2 separate regions of the Mus musculus genome follow, and region 1 is linked to region 2. A link is a contact called in public promoter capture Hi-C data. All regions are on one chromosome and are shown on one strand. The core of a region is the stretch at or near the end of the contact, and the rest is flanking DNA. Distances in the headings are between cores, read along the strand shown.

Region 1 (3,700 bases), core at 558-3,057, 80 kb before region 2:
GCACCCCCACTGGAGTTGGCCCCAGCAAGGCTGAATCTAGTCCGAGTTCAAAGGCTCAGGAACTCCAGAAATTCAGGTGCTTTGTGCGTGATTGGGTCATCTTGCAAACCTCTGACACAAGGCTGGGATGGGATATGGTGCTGTGCATATATATATATGCAAGGCTGTCCCTCCTTCTCAGTTAGTTCCTCTGTAAAATGGGATACTATTAGAGATGTGGGGTATTTTGCTCTCTCCCACCCTAGGCTAGAGACTACTGATCACAGAGATCCAGGCACCCCTAAGTCAGTAATTTGTGACACTTGGGAATTACTGGGAGTCCTGTTTCATTCTGGCATCACCTCTGATACAGCTTAACTCCAGAGGGGTCAGTCAAGCCAAACCTTGCCACTGACCAATTCCAACTACACAGAGACCCCTTGCTCTGCCACTCTTAACACAGGTGACTTGGTTACTAGGACTATATCCCTCACCCTTTCTTGCCATGTGGCTCTCCTTGACCCTGGCTGGCTTTGATGGTCACCGTAATATGTTTCTGTCTGTCATCACCAAGGTCAGCCTTCTCTGGCTTCTGTGAGATCTTCTCCACACTAAGCCCAGCAGTATCCATCCTAGAAATCTGCATCCCTTGAGCTAACATCCCAGCTGCACACTCAATGTGGGGTCCCTGTAACAGTCCATATGAGGCAGGGACACTGAGAACTTGCACACACACACAAACACACACACACACACACACACACACACACACACACACACACACACACACAATAGTGAGAAGAGGCATCAAGATTTCTTTCATTTTGGACAATCTTGGGCAAGTGTGCAAGAGTCACTTATTCTTTGTTCTGTATCATCCTCTGCCTCACCTCCATGGAGCAGGCTTGTCTGAACATTCAAGAGGTGTGACTCAGAAAGGAATTTGGGGTGTGGGGTATGTCTTAGTTAGGGTTTGACTGCTGCAAACAGACATAATAACCAAGGCAACTCTTATAAGAACAACATTTAATCGGGCTGGCTTACAGGTTCAGAGGTTCAGTCTGTTATCATCAAGACAGGAGCATGGCAGTGTCCAGGCAGGCATGGTGCAGGAGGATCTGAGAGTTCTACATCTTCATCTGAAGGCCGCTAAGAGAAAACTGGCTCCCACACGGCTAGAAGGAGGGAGGGTCTCTTAAAGCCCATGCCCACAATGACACATTTCTGCCAAGGTCTTACCAACTCCAAAAAGGCCTCATCTCTAAATAGTGCCACTCCCTGGGCCAAACATATTCAAACCACCATAAGGTACCCAGAGAACAACCCCAGAACTGCACTATGAGAGCACCTGGCTTTGCAGACTTGGCGCTTTAGAGGGGACTGGAGGGGCAGAACTGACTGTGCTTGTGGGAAGAACAAGGGGTCACCATTTTTGAACTTGTGTGAATGAAAAGAGGTGAGCAATACCTGCCACTTCCATGTGGATGCTTTTAGGTTTCTCTGCCCTCCCCAGAGCTTCTGACAAGCTGCACAGTAACCTAGAAGCCCAGGCTGAGAAGCCCCCGCAGAGGGCTCTAAAGCCCTGCTGTGGGTTTCCCTCTGATCCCTTCTGCCTTCAAGATAACAAAATGTTTCCTTCTGCTGTACTAAGCCAGTGAGCTTTAGGGTTTGACTGTCACTATGTCCTAGCCAACTCTGGAGTCTACAGTCTCAACTCCAGGGCTGCCCACTGCTTGTTCAAGTCAAGGCTCACTGGACAGAGGCCACTCACTCTGTACCTGTCCTCTGTGGCTGCTTTCAGACTGCAAAGGTCATATTGAGTAATTGTAGCAGGAACCAGATGAGGCGGCCTTTGAGGAGCAAAGTACTTATCTGGCTCTTCACAGAGCTTTGCTAACCCTTGACCAAGCCTATCTTGATGGATACAATCCAATACAAGATAAAGTGAGGGGGAAAAGGAACCATCAAACATGGTTTTATACTAGTTACATGACCCTGGGCTAGTCAGTTAATACTGCTATACTCTTTTAGCTGCCTCTTGTATAAAGTGGGCACAAAGACATATCTACCTAAAAAGCAGCTAAGAGAGTTAAATGAATTGCTATTTATTGAGATAGGATTTGACATAGTACTTTAGGCTGATCTGGAATTTGTGGCATATCCCAAGCTGACCTCAAACTTGCAGCTTTCTCCTGCCTCAGCCTCCTGAGCAGTGGACTGTAATGAGTCACCACACCTGGCTTAGAGTTAATTTTTTTTTTTTTTTGGTTTTTCGAGACAGGGTTTCTCCGTGTAGCCCTGGCTGTCCTGGAACTCACTCTGTAGACCAGGCTGGCCTCAAACTCAGAAATCCGCCTGCCTCTGCCTCCCAAGTGCTGGGATTAAAGGCATGCATCACCACGCCCGGCTTTCTGTTGACATTTTAAACATCTTATAAAACATCCTTCGTTGACATTCTACAAATGATAGCATCCAATAACGTCCCAATCCTCTCTTCTTGTGATGACAGTTTATATATCTGTAAAAGTGAATGACACTCTATGAATGCTGTGTCCACGTGCTACTATTACATAAACAAGTATATGTGGTTTATCATTTCACTACGGCATTAATGATTTGAAATCACAAATACATTTAAAATATTCAAAGTTGTTGGCAATTTGTCATTAATGTCAAATATTCTTTTGAAGTGTAGTTATTAATATTAAAAAACCCAAGTTGCCTGAACATATAAATCATATTTATATCAATTTTAAGAGTCCAAATCTAGCAATTAACTTCATAAAGTCATTTAATATTGAAAGAGATCCTTTTTCTTAGTTTTCATTATGCATTTGAGTTTTCATTTATAAATACTTTCCAAGAATTTGTAAAATGATGTTACTATTTCTAAAGCTTTTTAAATTTTTACTGGTATGGGTGTTTTGCCTGTAGTATGTATACTACATGTGTGCAGTTCCCATGACGGCCAGAAGAAGACATTGGATTCCCGGGAAGTGGAGGCAGAGATGGCTATGAGCCTGCCAGGAATCAGCCCCTGCCCGGCACTTGGGGAGGACAGCAAGTGCTCTCAACTGATGAGTCATCTTCCAGCCCTGCACTAGTACTTAAAAGTTCAAAAGGTATTGAGAATAAGAGAGGAGGCAGATATGAAAAAGAGCAGTAACAGGATTTGTATAAATGTAATGAGTCCCAGTATTTGTATGCTAACTAAAATGTTAATCATTCAAAATTTATACAACCACAGTGATGAGCAAGCAGTGTCAGCAGAGTTCATCTACTGAACTCTTCAAAATGTGCAGGACAAACCTTCTTGACTTCCGAGAGCCTTGTTATTTCTGGAAGACTTTCCAAAGGCACCTGCTGGCCTTCCACTTGAGATACTAGGTGTTCCTGTGGTACTTGTTTGCTTCCATCTTCAATGTAAACAATCAGAACTGAAGTGTTAGTTTCTGAAATGCCAAATTTCTTCAAGGCCTCTGAAATCTATGAAAAAGAAAAGGCAATGAGCCAGGGCCACGTCTGGACTTTGTGCTGCCGGCTCAGTCAGCCTCCCTGTTTCCCAGTGTTCCTCCCCTAGCGATCCCTCTCCAGCACGTACTACTGCTGCCCCTGCTTACACCTGCACTCTGCTCCTCTGGATCAAGTCCTGACTTTCTGACTTTGCACACAAAACCCCCTCTACCTCTGTCTCCAGGAGACATTAAAAGTGCAGATGATA
Region 2 (3,242 bases), core at 250-2,749:
AGTTTAGGAAGCTTCCCCGCAGGTTGAGCATTTCGCCTCCCCTTGCAACATTTCATTGTCTTACCTCCCTATAAACATCCTGGGTCTTAACCTTAGCTTCCCTCTGAGATGGAAGACTGGGATCCTAGGAAGCTGGTGCACAGAGCCCATTTTCTCTTGAGCATCATGAGAATGGTTAACCTGGATCCCTAGCTTGAAGATAACCAGAGTCGCCACAGCCTCTACCAGGACCTGGGTTCCAGCCTCTGGTTTGCCATGAAGAATCTGCGGGTAACATCCCTGAGCTTTCCAAAACTGGCCTCTCCCTACATGAGCTCTTATGTTCTGCTGCAGCCCTCTATGCACCTCTGAGGCCGTCCTCCTGTTCATCACTGTCCGAATGGTGCTGGTTCTTGTCTTTTCTGGCCTAAATGTACCTCAAGGTTAGTGCAGATTTCCTTCTGGCCTGTGTCATAATGGACAGGCCATAAGGCACACTGTTTCCACTGATGTCTCCTTAGTCAGCATTAAGGCTCCCCTTGCAAACAATAAACCCACTAAGTCTACAACATTGTGGGCAAATGAGACCTTTTACCAATTTCAAAAACAAACAAACAACCAAACCATCCACAGATCTCTACGCATAGCTCCTCCTCCTGCCTTGACTAACCTGTGTTCCCAGTGAATAAAGACAGATAAAGGTTTCACCACCACACTATCATTTAGTTTCTCGGCTAAAAGCATATTCACAGCCTCATGTGCATCTGGACTCTGTACTACTTGGCTAGGATGTGGGTCCTGTATAGCCAGGTCTCTACTAGTATCAGTCACTCATTCATTTGAGGACCATCCCTTTCCCAAGGACTGTGCCTTCATCCTGCCTCCAGAGCATCTCTCCCTTCAGCCAGAGACCAACCTCTTCTGTGCTGTTTCTCTGGGCATCCTTCTCCGAGCCTGACTTGTCAGGATTGTACCTCCCCTCCCCTGTCTCTGGCCCTTGTCACAGCTGTGAGGGTATCCCACTTTTCCTTGGCCCCAAAGCTCCTAGGACACCTTCTAAGCGAGGGCTCACTATAGGCCCCTCTCCATCCATGCAGGGTGTCATTGGACAGCAGGGCCTTCGCAGGCCTGCAGGCCAGTGCTACGGGAGGAGGAGCATCGCTTCTGCAGAGACAGCTCCATGGAGAACAGTGTTCCTCTGAGTTACTCTTGCCTGAAAGACAAACCCTCAGTTAACCCAGTGAGATGAATGAGCTGTTTTCCCGACTCTCAGCAGCCTCCAGAGTTCACAGGGCTGTCCCCTGTCCAGGGCCTGTCCTCTGGAAAGCAACACTTCTAGGGCTGAGAAGGCTGCACAGCAGGTAAAGTCACATGATAGTTGGAGGCACAGAGGGTAAGGCAGATCAAAAGCATTCATTGTCCTAGAACAATGGCCCAGGCAAGCTTAGACAGAAACCCTACCTCAGAGGGCTTTCCTGCTGAGCCAATGAACCTGGACTCTTATCAAGGACATTCGAGCTTGGGGTGAGTTGCACTGTTGCCTAATTGTGTGCATGGGACCAGGTTGTCCTCAGAGAGGGCCAAGTGTGCTGTATGTGAGGCAGTGTAATGTGAATAGATCAGGAAGGAAGGTTAAGGACCCAGGGACCACCCCAGCCTACTTTCCCTCCCAGATTAGCTCCATAGGGATCAGAAAATGAATAGACAGGTTCTTTTCTTCCCTGTCACATTCTAGTTCCTATCCCTTGGTTTGTGATTATCCAGGAACCAGCCAATGAGGTGCTAGACCAAGTTTTCTCCCCAGAGGTGGGGTAGATCCAGGCAGGCTCTTCTGAATGTCCAGTGTGCAATGTTCTGGGACTCTCTGCTCTGTGTTACCAGGTGAAAGAACAGAGAGGCAAGGCTGGAGGATTTCTGTGGGCCTCAACCTTCCTGGGGACTCATAGATACGGTATTTTGGCTTGCGCCATTTTTTTGTTTTGTTTTGTTTATTTGTTTGTTTTTTTACTAAATTAAACTTTCTAATTAGAGGGAAGAGGCTTTTTGAAACTTGTACTTGGAAACACAGAGCTCTGCAATGTATGGACCTAAAGAAGAACCATCTAGACACCAGATTGCCTGCCACTAGACGCTGTCTCAAGGCAGCAAAAATGCAGAGAACCTGTGACTGAGTGAGGGTAGTGATGTGGAATGGAGGCCACCATACTAAATCCTCACAATCACCCCGGAAGCCACCTGTTGTTTCACTGTGTTCTGCAGAGGAAGACATGGAGGCTCAGTGAGATCAGGTGGCATGACAAAGGTCGCAAAGATGGAAAGGAGGGAAAGCCAGGGGAGTAGCTGGGTGTTAGTGATGCCACACTTTCTTCCCATGAGATATCCTGTGGCTTCCTGGGTGACACTAGAAAACACCCTCGAGCCAACTTTACATGGCTCCTAGGAGCTTGGAGCAGGGTTGAGGGGTCTCAGTGGACGCACATGGTTTTCGTTCTCTTCTGCAAGGCTCAGGGAGTGTGCTGGCAGGTCTGGATGTCCTTGGATGCAGGCGGATGCAGATTTGAAACACAGTAGTCTCTTCATGGCTCTTTATCACATCAATACCAAGAGAGGGACCACAAACAGGTCCTGACTTGTTCTGTAAGGGCAGGGAAACCCACTACTTTCCAGCTTGCATTGGTGCTGCCCTGAATCCTGCTTTAATTTGGGGTGCCCATGGCCCTGGTTCTGGTGTCTGGCTCCTGGCTGCTGGCCATTACATATAGCTTCTGTCTGTTCTTTTTACTGTGGCTCCTTGCTAGACAGCCCTTGAAGAAGTTAGTGGCCATGTGTTTACACACAGACCCGACTGACATCACCAAGTCCTACCTGTGTGAGCCTGGCTCTCACTTTGTGGCGGTTGAATCTGAGGGCCGGGTGGTAGGCACGACAGCTGGTCTGCCAGTTAAGGATTCTCATTAACGAGGAAGCAGCAGCTATTCTTCCGTAACTGCATGCAACTGTTAACTGCTTATGTAACCCCTGGAAGGGGACCCTTGGAACATTTTTGTTTAGAGAGTTTCAGTGTCTCTTTCACCCCTTCCTCCAGGTCTTACATCCACACAACTCTGCAGTGTTCCCCGAGCCATGCGCGGGGAAATATAGATGACAAGAGTACAGACCGAGAGTAATACACACTTTTCTTAGCAATTTGGCTAGCTATTGGTCTCCACGGTAACACTGAGGGAAAAAAAGAAATTACTCTTCACACCAGTGATTGACCGAAG

Evidence for each region. Promoter capture Hi-C pulls out the DNA fragments that hold promoters and counts their contacts.
Region 1: a promoter capture Hi-C map of liver shows a contact between it and region 2. The contact joins two enhancer-like sites. A contact is called at or near these places in 1 of 39 promoter capture datasets (liver), 1 of 115 datasets of contacts at active chromatin or transcription factors (embryonic stem cells) and 2 of 9 other capture datasets (adipose tissue and pancreatic islet).

The regions. Positions count from the first base shown.
Region 1 is chr6:85,927,573-85,931,272 of GRCm38.p6, reverse strand. Tprkb (Tp53rk binding protein) reads right to left here. Exons shown (of 6, transcript NM_176842.3): 5 at 3,289-3,465; 6 at 989-2,497. The coding sequence ends at 2,411. Among named protein-coding and RNA genes, the nearest start is that of Tprkb, 14 kb to the right of the region's middle. Within about 2 kb of position 1,807, at least 13 of the 459 cell types and tissues checked have an H3K27ac peak or open chromatin away from gene starts, as enhancers often do. A contact at or near this core is called in liver, where this site is marked.
Region 2 is chr6:85,847,633-85,850,874 of GRCm38.p6, reverse strand. No RefSeq gene overlaps it. Among named protein-coding and RNA genes, the nearest start is that of Gm38847, 7.1 kb to the left of the region's middle. Within about 2 kb of position 1,499, at least 36 of the 459 cell types and tissues checked have an H3K27ac peak or open chromatin away from gene starts, as enhancers often do. A contact at or near this core is called in liver, where this site is marked.